2 separate regions of the Mus musculus genome follow, and region 1 is linked to region 2. The links are chromatin contacts, called in public Micro-C maps. All regions are on one chromosome and are shown on one strand. Each heading gives the region's core, a stretch centred on a gene start, on an enhancer-like site or on the middle of the called end of the contact. The rest is flanking DNA. Distances are from core to core; before and after follow the strand shown. Region 1 holds the start of Tmem186 (transmembrane protein 186). Region 2 holds the start of Eef2kmt (eukaryotic elongation factor 2 lysine methyltransferase).

Region 1 (7,507 bases), core at 2,784-5,283, 3.4 Mb after region 2:
TTTCTTTATGTCCTTCTCTATCCTCAGCAGGGACAAAAACAAGCACTTGTTTACTGTTTACTTCAGTGTTATTCACATATCGAGGAGTGGAGGAGATAGCCCATCATGTCCACTGACCTGCTGAGTTGGTAAGCATACATATACATTCACATTCAAGTGCACCCCAGAGTCAAGTCACAAAGAACTAACCCACAAACACTTTCATTGACTCAAGTGTATTAATCTCTGAACACCACCAAGTTAGCACTGGGAAGCACAGGAGGAAACATATCATGATTCCCTTCATGGATGTCAGAATAACAAATTCAGACAGATTAACTGATGCCTACAAACAGGCAGAGGTGGAGAGGACGAAGGCAGGGACAGCTATGGCCTAAGTGCCTACATCCTATCTGGGAGAGTGAAGTGCTGGAACTAGCCAGCGGCGATCGACAGCTACGAAACGCAAGGATATGCTACATGTCCAGGACATTGAAAATGGTTATAATCTGATATGCACATTTTAAGGGTTTTTTGAGATTACAATAGAATTACATGTACTTCCTTCCCCCTTCCCTTTCCTCCCTCCAAACCTTCCCTTGCCCTTTCAAGTTCGTGGCCTGTTTCTCCTTAATATTGTTGTGTCCGTGCATATGCTTCTAAACACGGCCGGCTCACTCTGTGCTTGCATGTGCCAGTTTTCAGGGTCGCCCACTTCACACTGGGTGTGCCCTCCCCTGAGGAAGACTCCTGCTCTCAGAGTTCCCATGTTGCCTGTAGCTCTTTGTGTAGGCCTGTGGTGGGACCCCTCCACACACACACACTTTGGCACGTCTAGTCTACTGTTACCTGTGTTCATGCTCTGCTTACTTTAGAGAGGACCAGCAGGATGGCTCAGTGCGTGCAGGGGCTTGCTGTCAAGCCTGACAACCTGAATTTAACCCACAAGACCCAAATGCTAAAAGGAACGCAACTTGGAAAAGTTGTCCTCCAATCTCCTTATATGCACAGTGATAAACACACAAATAATTAAAAGAAAAATTCTTAAAGGAAAGAAATTACTAAAAAGCTACAAAGCAAAGCATTCTGGTAGACAAATTACAAAAATCACGACTGCTTTCCTTTTAATGCAGGTACAATTACCTAATAAGCAAGTGTTTGCTGTTATTATGAAAAGCATATGCACTGTCCTTTAGATGATGAATTTTTGCTTGGACACAGTCCCTCTGCTGCGATGACACTACAAAGCTCTCAAGTGTGAGCACCCCCGGACCTCCTAGGGATCAATGTAGTCTCAGGGGTGCTGTCCCTACCTCTGTTGGTGTACAGTGACTTGCTGATGGGAAAAAATAAGTTCACTCTGGGCTTTAGCCATGGCCGTCCAGCTGGTGAGCATGAGTAAGTGCTGGGCCCCATTGGCACCCTAGAAGCCTTGCTCTATGTTGTAAGCTCTGGGCTGTGTACCTTATACAGCACTCAGTATTCACTGGTTTTGCCTGTTCTGTGGTGCTGGGGATGGAACTTAGGACCTTATACATGCTAGGCAAGAGCTCTGTCACAAAGTCCTAGCCATACCCGTTCCCATGAGAAGGGTTTTCCATCTCACAATGCAATTCAAGGTTCAGAAACTTGTCAAGGAGCTAAGGCTCAGCAGAACCCAAGTCCCCAGACCCCACATCCTGTGCTCCTCTGCCAACCCTCCTGCCTCCCAGCTTTACAGCAGCGGTCTGCCTTAGTGACCTTGGCATAGCACTCCTCCAACAACTGCCTCTTCACAGAAACTTCTCGCCACTATATGATGGGATGTCCTATGTTCCACTAAGGGCTTTTTCCTAAAGCTTCCTTTTTGGGCCAAAACAACCTTGAACTTTTTCTCCACCTGCCTGTGTCACCAGTTCTGAGTACAGGCAGGCATAGCCATGCCTTGTTCTATGCAGTGCTAGGGTCTGAACCCAGGGCTTCACATCCTGCACACTAAACAAGCATTCTACAAAGTGAGCACCAGCCCAGTCCCTGGTATTAGCTTTGTCTCATCCATGTCCTAGGCCTTCTGTCTAAAATCCAAGTGTAACGAGGGCTATGAGAGGCCTACTTGCTGTTCTTCAGTGTGGCCAGAGTTCCGAACACTTGTGCGAACCGTTCCCTGTCCAGGATTCGGCCATAGCGTAAGGTGAGGTAGAAGGTCTGCTTGCCACTGTACTGCTGGATGCGTACAAACACATCCTGAACCCGTTCCTGGGATTCTGACAGGGGTATCATGTCTGACACGGCACAGTACGTGTCCTGCCGCCAGCCCCAGAAGGTCAGGTGGGCCACTCGGAGCAGGGTGCCCGACTCGTTCACATACAGGATGCCCACCAGTCTCCGGAAGAAGTGGCTCATCCAACAGAGCATGGCCAGGGCAAAGCTGGCGACCCCACCCAGAAGGCACAGTGAACTGAGGGTCATGAGGCCTTGTGAGTAGCAATAGAAGCCCGGGGGCAGGGCCACCACAGTCACAGCTGTCTGGGCCAACTTCAGCCGCGAGAGGAACCCAATTGCTCGGATGGCTCGGAACCGGTAGATTGTATGGAATGTTTCGGTCTCGGTGCCTGGTGACTTCTCCCGTGAGTGGGGAGACCTGCTCCCCACCCACCTTTTGGAATCCCCCTGCCCAGAGCAGCACCATAGTCCCTGTAGAGGCCTCCTCCATGCAGTGGGCCCCTGCAACCTTGGCACGACTCGAAGGAGGAAAGCCTGGAAGAGAGAGGTTCATTTCAGAAGTCACCCATGCTAATCACACAATGAACAAGACAAAGCATCTCCCAGAAGGGCTTCAACCGCTCCTGGAAAGTCACCATGACTTCCAGAGGAAAGTGATAAAGCCAGACACTTAATTTTTTTTTTTTTTTGGTGGAATTCTATTCTAAATAGGTACCTTCTCCCATTTTTACAACTAAACAAACAAAACCCTAGTCGCAGTTAGTGAGATAGCCCATCTAGTACAGGTGCTTGGTACCAAACCGGGTAACTTGAATTTGATCCCTCAGGCCAACACGGTGAAGGAAGAGAAATTACTCACGCAGTACGTCCTGGAGCCCCGTATGCCAAAGCACAAGCATATGCACACAAACTAAACACACAAGATTAAAACAAAACAACAAAAACATTTTTAAGAACCTAAGCCCTCCCCCACCCCACCTCACAGCCCCAAGTACAGGGAAACACGGGCAGTCTGGAGCTCGGACGGGCCCTTCCTCCTAGGCAGGTCTAAATGAACATAGAAAACCTGTCGTTTCAGCTATTCACTAGAGACCGGGCAACAGCGGACTTGAAGGACCGCCCTTCCTTAAGGGGTAAATCAATCGGTGTCAGAACCCCACACAACAAAGCCGTGGGGTACTTATCACAGGACCTCTGCAGTTCTCCGAGTGCCTTGCGCGGCCAGAGAACCTCTTTGTATCATTAACCTGTCTGGGAAGGAAGCAGAGACGTGAGGCACGGAGGCCCTCAACACACTGCCTGTGGTTCTCTGGAGTGAGCAGATTCTGGGCTTTGGAGTCAAGAGGACACTAGCTGTGCATCCTTCTTCACCCTTCCAAAGAAAACCTCAGAATACGCTGAGGGAGACACGGCTCTTAAGCTCTGAACCGGGTGTGTACGTACGAAGTGGCAGCGACGCAGACCGTCCACGTGACCCAAGGGCCCGGGACAAAGCAGGAAAACAGCCCAAGCTAATAGACTCTGGCCTTCCACTGGCCGGTTTCCCGAATGGTCAGCCCAGGCGTCCTGCCTGCCAGTCCTAGACCCGACCGGGGACGGGGAGCGCGTTCCCTCCTGACATTCCTACCATGAGCCCGCCGCCTGCTACAGGACGCACGCTGTACTTGTCACCGGAAAGTTGAAGGGCGCATGCGCGGGCGGTTAAAAACCCGCATGCGCTAATTCAAAAAAAAAAAAAAAAATTACTATGGCTTGGGAACTGTAGTTCAAATTTTGTAACCGCCACCGGTGTTCTGTGAACCATTAGGGAATCTTCCCATGGTGCCTTGGAACTCCAGGGCTCGGAGCGGACCCGGAAGTTCCGGGTAGAGTTCCGGGTAGAGTTCCTGGTGCGGTCGAGGTTTCTGACTGGAGAAATGGCCACTCTCTGTCTCTTCGACATGGATGGGACCCTGACTGCCCCGCGGCAGGTAGGCGGCGCCCGGGAGGCTCGCGGTGGTGGAGCAGAGCCCTTGCTGCCCTAGACCGCGGTAACGACTGTCCGGGAACCAGGAGACGCGAGTCCTGAGCGGGGTCCTGAGTGGGGTGCGCAGGGAGGGGGCCCCCAAAAAACCTTCCGAGTAGGAAACGTGTTCAGAGTCTGAAAGTTCGGGCCTGAGTTTCTTCTCGGGCCCTCGGGGCTGGTGACCTGGCTTGAACTCCAGCCTCGGCCCTCTGACCTGCTGTTTCGCCTCCCCAGCCCTGTCACCTTTGGCTGTCTCTTCTAATATACCAAAGGCAGGTTCTCAGTCGTCTGACCTTCAGCAAATCTTTCTCGGAGCCCTTGAAGCCACTTTAACTGGGGCATTGCCTGTTGCTTGGGATGTTTTGGTGAGGATCACTGAAATTCATGACAGTTCCTCGCCAGATCAGGCCTCAAAAGTGAGCCCCTGCAGCAATGGGGACCCAGGTAGTAATAGGCTGTTTGCTGAAAGGATCAAGGATCCAATGGGACTTTGTTCCGCTAACAGATTTTGCTGTTAGGGCCAAAGATAAGTTTGTGTGGTTTCGTTGTGGTGATGACATTCTTTCTGCCTCCTATACACAAATTCGTGGTTGAGCAGAAATCACTCAAACTTGACACTGGGCTTAAATAGCTTGGGTGTCTCTGCCCCACTCCTTTTAGATTTCGTGGACTGTTCCAGAAGCCCATGTTAAGTGTGTGTAACCTTAGATATGTGAGTCTTATCTTTTTAATTTTTTTATTCCTTTGCAATTACATGTGTACAGTGTATCTGATCATATTCACCCCCAACCTTCCTGTGCTCCCTCTGGGGAACACCTACTCACACATCCCTCTTCCATTTTCATGTCCTTTTTAAAATTCTTATTTTAATACCTCACTAAGTCCAGTTAGTGCTACACACTAACACACCCCAAGTGATGGGCAACATATCACCCATGCTGGAATGTTAACTGACTTGATCTTGTGCAGGGAACCACAGTTGCTGAATTCATGCAGGCAACAGCCATATAATGTCCAGAAGACAGCATTTCATTCGCCACGCTCCTCCCCGTCCTCTGGCTCTTACATTCTTTCTGTCCCCTGAGCCTGGACAGGGTTGATAAAGGGCACTTATTCTTAGCACTTTGTCCAGGTATGCGTCTGCATTGACCACTGCCACTACAAAGAGAAACTTTTCTTACCAGGCTTGAGAGTGGCATTAATCTATGGATATAAACATAAATATTTAGAAGGCAATTTGACAAGATTTCCATTTAACAAAAAGAACACTAGTAGGTTTCCCCATAGTGCCTGTGAGCTCCTGAGTCATAGCTTTTGACCAAGTACTTTACCAGGCTGTGGAATAGATCTTTGTGTTTTGTTTTTTTCGAGACAGGGTTTCTCTGTATAGTCCTGGCTGTCCTGGAACTCACTCTGTAGACCAGGCTGGCCTCGAACTCAGAAATCCGCCTGTCTCTGCCTCCCGAGTGCTGGGATTAAAGGCGTGTGCCACCACTGCCCTGCTGGTTTTTTGTTTTTTCAAGGCAGGGATTCTTGGTGTAGCTTTGCCTGTCCTTGAATTATCTCTGTAGACCATGCTGGCCTCGAACTCATGGAGATCCCCCTGCCTCTGCCTCTGCCTTCTGAGTGCTGAGAATAAAGGCATTTACTGTCCAGCTGCTACCATTCTACCATAAGGAAACTGAAGTAAAACTATTAAGACGTGGCACCTCCGTTTCTTACGGCAGCTGTGCTTCAAGGACCTAAGCTCCAGGGCACTGTTGACGGTCTTGTTTGTCATTTCCTTTTCCTGTGCAAGGGTGGAGACCACTCCAGGTACTAGATAAGCTACTGGGAAAGTGCTTCCGTGTCCCTAGCTAAATGGCAGTAGATGGACATGAAGTATAAGATAGAGAAGGAGCCAGGTGATCCAGATGTGCTTTCAACCCTTAGAACACCATGCGGGCAGTGATCACAAGCAATTGTAACAATAAGAGAAAAGTAATTTAGAAGAGAAGTTTCCTGTATGTTGGGTTCTGCAATTAAAATATTCTAGCAACAGATCTATGTATCATCCGCCTTCCCTGTCTCATCTGTGTGCGTTATCAAACATCACTAATCACAGTGCAATCTGGAAGAGGAAGAACAGGTTATCTTTTATTGTGGTTGTTGTAACAGGATATGGCCTCTGTAGGCTCCACGTGATTAGCACGGACCCAGAGGTTTGCACATTTCCCTGTTTGTATAGAAGTCTGTCTTCCTGGGTGCTTTCTTCCCTACCCCGTAACTTGAGATAAGATTCAGAACAAAAGAAGACAAATGGATTCAGGCCCTAACAGCTTCATGAATCATTTTCCAACTGTGGCATCCTGGAAAATCTCACAGAGATCATTGACAAAAATAATGAACAGAGAAGCCCAGTCCCTGTCACTGTGTGTTTGCTCTTGTTGAGTGACTTTAAACCAGGGTCACTGAGCTACTTCACCCCTTTCCTCTCAGCATGAAGGTCAAGGGTACCGCCCTTCAATGCTCAGAGTCACATCTCACTAGTATTCTATTACCATAGTGCAGAGTTGGCATACTCTTCTGTACAAGGCAGAAGCGCGCGCGCACACACACACACGCACACACACACACACATTTATTTGTTGGTTGTGGAGATCGAGCCCAACAGCTTGAACAAGCTAGGAAAGCACTCCTGCTAAGCTAGCCCCCAGGCCCAGAGAGTCAGTATGTTGAGGTTTGCAGGCCACATAGTCTCTGTCACAGCTATTTAACTCTCTGTGGGACAGAAGCCACAGGAACACCGACATAGAGCGTCAGTGTTCTGCTCCAGTAATACTTAGTTATTGGTCTAATGGCACACAGGTCTGTTTGATGCCTCCTGGAATCCACAGCTGTTGCCACCTCTGAAATACCTTCCATAATTCTTTTTCTTTCACCTCAATTCCATTTTTCAGGTGTTAACCTGCTTATTATATTGTTTTATAATTCTCAGGATTGGTTGTCTGTTTCACTTTTGAAATCAGCTGGTAAGCATGAGCATCAAAGGTATTTTCACAACCTCTTCACTTTGGCGATATTTAAGCTGAGAAAAAAGCTACAGAAAGAGCTCAGGTGGGCACAGAGCTAAGGAAATTGTCCTGTGAATTGAGAGGATACAGCAGGATGTGTCACGTTGGCTGACCACAGTGCCATGTGGCTCATCAGCGTGCAAAGCTTGAGTTGCCCTTCTGCTGAAGGTGGGACTGCTTTGCTGTGGTTAGAATTCCATTTCTTTAATTTTGTAGTCTTCCCTATCAACCATTCTGATGTAGCAAACCACTTGGGGATTAATTCAGT
Region 2 (7,100 bases), core at 4,467-6,966:
TCACTGGCAGGGATGTCTGGTTGAAAGGAGAACCTTAGTTTAGGAGGAGAAGCTGCTGCTGAGAGCCCTGGCTGCTCTCCTCTGTACTCTCCGACCATGTTCACCAGCCCCCTGCAAGGAAGCTCTGACTCAGAGCTTACACAACAACCACAGGGCAGGGAGGGGCTGCTGGCACCTGGGGAACTCTGTACCCCACTATGTGGCCTGTCCCCAGCAGCCACTGCCCATCACTGACCTTTTTGATGAGCTTTGAGAGAAAGCAGCGGGCATACTTCACAGAAGGTCCGTGCTGCACACACACAGGGTGCTTCACAGTCTAGACGACAAAGGACAAGGTGGTTGCTTGCTCTCTGTGTCCTAGAAGCTTCACATGATTGGTGGGGATTGACGTTCCAGCAAAGATATGCATGGACAATGTGGGTATGTGCCCTGGGCATCTCCAGGAAGTCTTTCCTTAAGAAGGTCTTGCTAGACAGCATGGACTGGTCTCAAATTTGCAATCCTCCTGTCTTAGGTTTATAGGTTCATGCTGCCATTCCCAACTTAAGAACAAGTTTTACGATCTTTCTTTAAAACATTTGGACGTAGTAGCATAGCTCTGTGTAGGAACCTGAGCTCACAGGGCCTTTCCTGCCCACCCAGCCTGGCAGGTGGGAATGATACTAGTTTGTTGTGAGGGTCAAAGTGGGCTATCTGACTTCACAGATGAGGTGAGGGCCCAGTGGCAGGAACCAGAAGTCTCAGATGCCTGTCGTCCTGACTATGAGGCCTAGGTGGTGAGGAGGGTTGGAGATGGAACGGAACAGGCAAATATGGAAGAGCAAAAGCTTTGCCTAGAGAGGAACTCATGACTCAGCAGAAAGCTTCCAAAAGTGAGGTGCAGGCTCTTCAGCCAGGGAGAGCAGTGTGGGGTAGCTCCCAGGTGGCTCTGACCTGGCAGTTTTGAAAGGAGGTCAGAGGACCAGCAGAAAGTAGGACATGGAAATGGGTTATGGAAGGAGGTATAGTTTGATGCCTTGGAACGACCACAGAATCCCCTTAATGCCCCTTAATATAGCTCTTCATGTTGTGACCACCAACCATAAAATAATTTGCCACTTCATAACTAATTTTGCTACTGTATGAACTGTGATGTAAATATCTGTATTTTCTGATGGTCTTGGATGTCACAGAGGGGTCACAATCCACAGGTTTCGAGAACCATCGTTCTAGTCCCTGTCTGGGCTCTAATCATTGCTCCCTTAAGGCCTTCAAGGGCTTCCCACTGAGGGCTCATTGGTGGATAACTCCACTAGATCTTAAAGGAGCGTGCTGAGTTTGGTTGGTCACCCATGGGAGGCTGTGAGACAAAGCCTGCCTGCCTCCCCCTTCATCTTTCTGATACAAGATAGCTTAGACTGAATCTGCATTGGCCCTGGCTCAGCATAGAATTCCTGGTCTAGGCTCCTAGGGTGGGCTCAGCTGCTAGGTTGTCACAGGATTTTCCCTCTCCTATTGCATTAGGGCAGTGGGAGGCCTGTGACAGGACAGGGAAAAGGGAGGTGAGCTAATAGTTGCAGAGACAGGGAGCATCTTGGGGGGGGGGGGGGGGAGGAAGATGGCAGTAGACGTGAATCATCATAGCTATGACCAGCCACGGGTTCTTATATCATAAAGGTTAGAATATTGGGATAATTTGTCCAATCTAGGTGGGCAGCTTTTGTCATTATCAATTGGTTCTGAAATGATTGTATTAGAATCTTGTGTACTGAGAATTTATTGGTACATAAATCTGACTGGTTAACTAATAAGCACTGAGCCTTGTTTTTACCAGATTACTGGGTATTAAACCATGAGGATGGCGGGTCTATTTGGTTACTGGAATGTGGGACAGAGTTGGTGGGACCCAGCCAAGAACATAGTGTTGTGGCCCACCAGTGCTGGTACTAGAGCAGGAACGACGTGGCCCGGCGGGGCTGGAGAGTTAGCGGGTTGAGAGAAGCAGGAGCACGGAGAGTTGGTGGAGTCATTTTGTTTTTTTCAAATATTCCCCGCAACAGCTAGGGACAAATGTCTTCCCTGAATTTGTATTCAAACATGCTCCTTCTGGGGAGGAAGATTACAGTTTTCCCTGCTGAAAGTCACGACCCTCAAGGTTAAGGCACAGGACATGGTGGTGTGGCTTGTCCAAGAGTAGGCAAGATGGGCTCTATTATTATGCAAAGAACAACATTTCAAAGCAGTTAACTAATGCTGGAAACAGTCATATGTCACCTGTCATCTCTGGTTCAAGACTTCCCAGAGGGTGTGGGGTGGAGAGATGGCTCAGTGGTTGAGAGCACTGGCTGCTCTTCCAGGGGACCCAGGTTTGATTCCCAGCACCCATGTGCTAGCTCACAACTGCCTATATTCCAGCCCCAGGGAATCTGACACTCTTTTCTGGATTCCAAGGACAGTGAATACATATATTTCTCTGTCTCTCTCTCTGTCTCACTCTCTCTGTGTGTCTCTGTCTCTCTCTCTCTCACACACCAACCTAAAAGTTAAAGCCATCTAGAAAAAAATGGCATAGTATCGTTCCATAGAGATAAAGCCTTAAAAAAAAATCTCCTAGCTTCCCTCATCTCGTGCAGTTTAAATTAGAATTTGAATTTCTTATTCATCCACTAAAACCAAACATCTGTCTGTAGTGCTATGCCTATGGGTAATGCCAACACAAGTGCTGTTTTTGTTCTCTGGACACTGGTGTTTGGAAAGGATACTGGCAAGGCTTGGGTCTGCTGTCTGGGGATGTTGGGGCTCTTACCCTCTGCAGAATAGCCAGCAACAGCTCAGAACCCGAGGGGTCCTTTAGTTTTTCTTCTAGGCTCTGTGAGAGAGAGAGGAGAGAGAGAGAGATCATCTCAGGGACATTTTCTCAGCAACAGTACACTCCTGTGGAATATTCCGGTAAACAGTATAATCCTAGGGGCTAATCCTAAGTAGAAGCCACCAGAGGTGAACTTGCTCTAATGTCACGGGCCACATATGGCTGAGTATGAGAAGACCGTGTCCCGATTCACATCAGATGTGGCTGCCCAGCCAGAAGTCATGGGGTCATGGCAACTTTGGGGCTGAGCTGGTAAGCTGGGAACAAGTTACAGCGTAAAGGCCTGAGATCTGCTCTCTAAGCTAAAATGGAGACTCAGATGTGTGGTGCCAAGCCTGAGGACGGCATCTTTGACACAGGGACTATAGCTACAACTCCAGTCAGGCAGGTATGTGACACACAGCAAGCCACTTTATGTCAATCAGGTTCTCTACAATCTGCCTTGACCCTTTTCTGAGCACAGCTATACAGTGTTATTTCTGCTCCCTGCACTGTGGCCACAGCAGCTGGCTTGCTGCTCTTAAGCACGGCAACCATGTTTCTACCACAAGACCTTTGCTCCCTCTTCTCTGAGACCATCCCTGGGGCTTGGGTAGCAGTTCAAGTACCTCTTTGGGGAGGCCTTTGATGACTCTACTTTGTTTGTCATTTCCTTGTTTATTTTTTCATCCGTCTGAGACAGGGTCTCATCTTGTAGCTGGGGCTGGCCTCTAATCCACAGACTCTCCTGCTTTAGGACCCCAAGCTGTGGTTATAGGCATGAGCTGCCACACATGGTTTTGCCTGGTGTCTTCTGGTTCCTTACTGTTTTAGGGCTGGCTTCTCATGTGTTATGATGTGCCCTGGTGTGCAGCTCATGGACGGCATTCAGTAAATACTTACTGACCCAGTAACTGCTAGGAGGCACTCAGTGCACTTCCACAGTCAGGTGGAAGTCAGGGTTTGTACCCACGTACTCCCACAAAGTGAGATACAGGAGGGGCTGCCAACAGTATACAGGAGCAACAGTAATCAGGCGGTTAAGTCCACAATTCGTGTTCATGATAGTCTTTAGGTTCTTGGTAGAAGCGCTCTTATGTTCATTCTCCTATACATAAGCTACAGTTTGGGGGATGGGGCAGTATGACTCCCTAATTTGGAGCTGTGGGACTCTCCCTTTCTACCTTGGTTGCCTTCAGCAAAAGGATTGTCAGTCTGACAGCTTATACCAGCCTTGGCTGCCTGAACACTCCATAAACACCCTTAGACAACCAGACCTGATTGTCATGACTGCTGAAGCTGCGGGCTCAGCCGGGGCTGTTTGAAACTTTTTGCTGTTACAAACCTGGGTGTACAGTGTATTGCTCTGCACTCATTTCCTGTGGGACAGAGGGGAGCACGCCCCCTAGTGGCGTAGCGGAAGGATGGCTGGGATGGAACAAGAGGCAAAGCCGTGATTGGTTCAGACACCTACACAGCCTGCTGCTGTGGTCAAAGAGGGAGTAGACTGTAAGGAACCCTCCCGCGCTACCTCCTGGGAAGAGTCTCTTGCCTACTTTAGTAGTGCGGGCTGCGGGGGTAACAAGGAGAAAGCAGACCCAGTCAAGGCTCAACAGTGGACGGCAGAATTGTAAAAGCAGACAGGCTGGCCATGGTCAAGAGCTAATGAATCCGCACTTCCAAGACCTGCACAAGAGCTGTATGTTTCTAAGGGCTGCTGCCAAGGGCTGAAGAAATCCAATACCTTGGCCTGCTGGGAAGCTCGCAGCCAAAAATGTCCTAAGAACTCCCGGAGGGCCAAGGGCCCTACACTCAAGAAACCTGCAATTACTGGTCTTGTCTGCCTACAGCCGGCACAGAAAAACACAGTCAGCAGAGATCAGCACTCCCAGAACTTTTTGTCTATCTATGATTTCTAGCTGGGCAAAGGAAAAGAAGTCCAGCTGTTTAGTAGCAAGAGGCTGCTATCATTGTATCCTTTACTGTATTAATTAGAAATGATGGCACAGAGATGTAGCCTCTTGTAAAGTCCCACAGCACACAGGGGGTTGAATTAGAACTATAAGCAGGAAGCTGGCCTCCCCGGCCAGAGCTCTGATTCTTTCCTTCTTAAACTCCTGGTCAAATGGAGTGACCACAGACGCCAGTGCTGTGCACTGTGGGTGACCCTGAGCAAGTACTTAGCACAGCACATGAACTATTATTACAGTTGACATTGAATAAGGACTTATATGTTATTCGGGTTTCGTTTTGCGTTAAGACCAGAGATATTTTATGTCGATGAAATAATACAACTACCCAAACCACCCAACGAAACCGGGTAGACTCTGGAGGAATACAAATCTATAGTAACTCATGCCGGTGAGCTCACCGCACAAGAGTTAACAGCGAGGCACGCTCTAAAGGATCCTCGCGTCCGAGCTGCAGGTCCCCAGGCCACAGGGAAGCACCATTTTCAGTCCGAACTCCCTCTGAGACGGTTCTGCCTGAAGCCTGCCCTTCGGATGGGGACCTGGCCTCCTTTTCAGGAGAGCGCGGCTCTTGCCATTTGAAGACGTTTAGTTTTTCAAAGTTGTTTTGCAGTCGCCAAGATGACCGATTACTGGCTTAAAAGTTGCTAAAATAATCCAGCCCGGTTCGTGACCCTGTAAACCCTGCCGGGGAAGGGCCCGCCTGCCTCCCCCAGTCCAGCGGTGAGCAAAGGCGGCCCGAGACTCCCGGCCCCGCCGCCCGTGGTGCTCGACCCTGATACCCGCCGCACGCCCGCCGCCCACCTGCCAGGGAAAGGAGGGCAGCGCGCGAGCCGCCAGGAAGCGGCGCTCGAAACTCTGCAGCAGAGACGTGGCCCCCTCGTGGTCCTCAGGCGCCATCGCGGGGCAGGGCCAGGGTTGCCTGGAAACGGGCGGAAGCGAGGCCTGAGACGGAGGAGGCGTGGCAACTAGGAGGTAAGATGTGGGCGGGGGCTAGTCTATGTTCCGGCCCAGGAGGCGGGGCAAGATGGTGCCCGCGGGGCGGGGAGTACGGTGGGGCAGGGTTAGAGGCGGACCGGGCCGGGTTGGGCCTGACTGGGGAGCGTTTTAAACAGTTCCTGGAGCTGGAGCTGGCAACTTGGAGGCGAAGCCTAGACTGGCTTGGGGGCGGGGCTCAGAGGGCGGTCCTTGGCAGGAACTGGGGGTTGGAAGGTGGGCCCGAGCGGGAATGGGGGTGGGGCTGAGATTGAGGTTGAGCAACTCTTAGCCGGTTGTCTTTGGGTGGTCTGGGGCGAGCTCAGATCAGCCGGGGGCGAGGCTAGGGTGGGTCTGCCCTCGAAGTAGCCGAGGAAGATTTTTGGAGGGGTCTAACCCCACCTGGGTGTTAGGAAGTGATACCTGGGATCCTTCAGCCTACCTGCGCACGCACACGCGCGAGTGCGCGCGTGTACACACACACATCCACGAAGCCAGGTCAGCATAGGGGACCAAGGAGTTGGTCTTTATTCCCTGAACTGGGTTCATTTAAATAAAATGAACTGAGATTGTTTCTGTGGGGTTTCATCTTTTAATTTCTTTACGTTATTTGTGTATATGTGTTCACACACACACACACATATAACAGTAACAGTATCTGCTCTGAAAATTAGTGCACAGAATTGCAGAGGCTTCCAGCAGGAGTTTTGTTTCATCTTGCAAGGAATAGAATCTGAACTAAGAGTGGGAGTTAGCTGCAGTGGGTGGCAGAGTATTCTGTTCAAAGTCCCTAGAGTTGAAAGGCAGGACACTGGCAAGCCACCCCTGTTGTCCTCCAAGTGTGCACTGTCATTCAAGGTGTAACAGTTCAGTTTAGCAAATGTCTCAAAATCTCCATTTGGAAGCTTCTAGAGCTAGCTTGTTAAATATACTTGCAGAATGTTGATGAAGGGGACAGATTGTATCCCATTACCTCCTTTAGACAAGAAATCCTGAGGTTTGTTTTGGAGAACAACAGAAGGGAATTAATTACAGTCAGGTCTGTGACCCTCCAAAAATCCAGGCCAGCATAGGGGACCAAGATGGGATTGGTCTTTTATTCCCTGAGCTGACTTGATTTAAATAAAATGAACTATGATTGTTTCTGTGGGATTTTGCCTTTTAATTTCTTTACATTGATTATTTGTGTATGTGTGTGTTTGTGATCCACCACACATAAATAGAAGTCAGAGGATGGCTTGAAGAAGTTGGTTCTTTCCTTCTACCATGTGGGTTGAACTCAAGCCATTTGGCAAGTGCCTATACCCACTGAGTTATTGAAGTAGCAT

What was found. Hi-C and Micro-C count contacts between places; a contact is called where the count stands out from the background.
Region 1: a Micro-C map of the G1E-ER4 cell line shows a contact between it and region 2, with 5 times the contacts expected there. The contact joins the promoter of Tmem186 here to the promoter of Eef2kmt in region 2. A contact is called at or near these places in 3 of 39 promoter capture datasets (cranial neural crest, maxillary cranial neural crest and second pharyngeal arch cranial neural crest) and 1 of 484 Hi-C or Micro-C datasets (the G1E-ER4 cell line).

What each region holds. Positions count from the first base shown.
Region 1 is chr16:8,633,678-8,641,184 of GRCm38.p6, forward strand. It overlaps Tmem186 (transmembrane protein 186), which reads right to left and starts at 4,034. Exons shown (of 2, transcript NM_025708.5): 1 at 3,809-4,034; 2 at 54-2,715. The coding sequence starts at 3,811. The coding sequence ends at 2,068. Pmm2 (phosphomannomutase 2) reads left to right here and starts at 4,030. Exons shown (of 9, transcript NM_016881.3): 1 at 4,030-4,151. The coding sequence starts at 4,098.
Region 2 is chr16:5,250,240-5,257,339 of GRCm38.p6, forward strand. It overlaps Eef2kmt (eukaryotic elongation factor 2 lysine methyltransferase), which reads right to left and starts at 5,717. Exons shown (of 8, transcript NM_027446.2): 1 at 5,602-5,717; 2 at 2,786-2,848; 3 at 236-316. The coding sequence starts at 5,697. Gm15983 (a long non-coding RNA gene) reads left to right here and starts at 5,724. Exons shown (of 3, transcript XR_003951974.1): 1 at 5,724-5,772.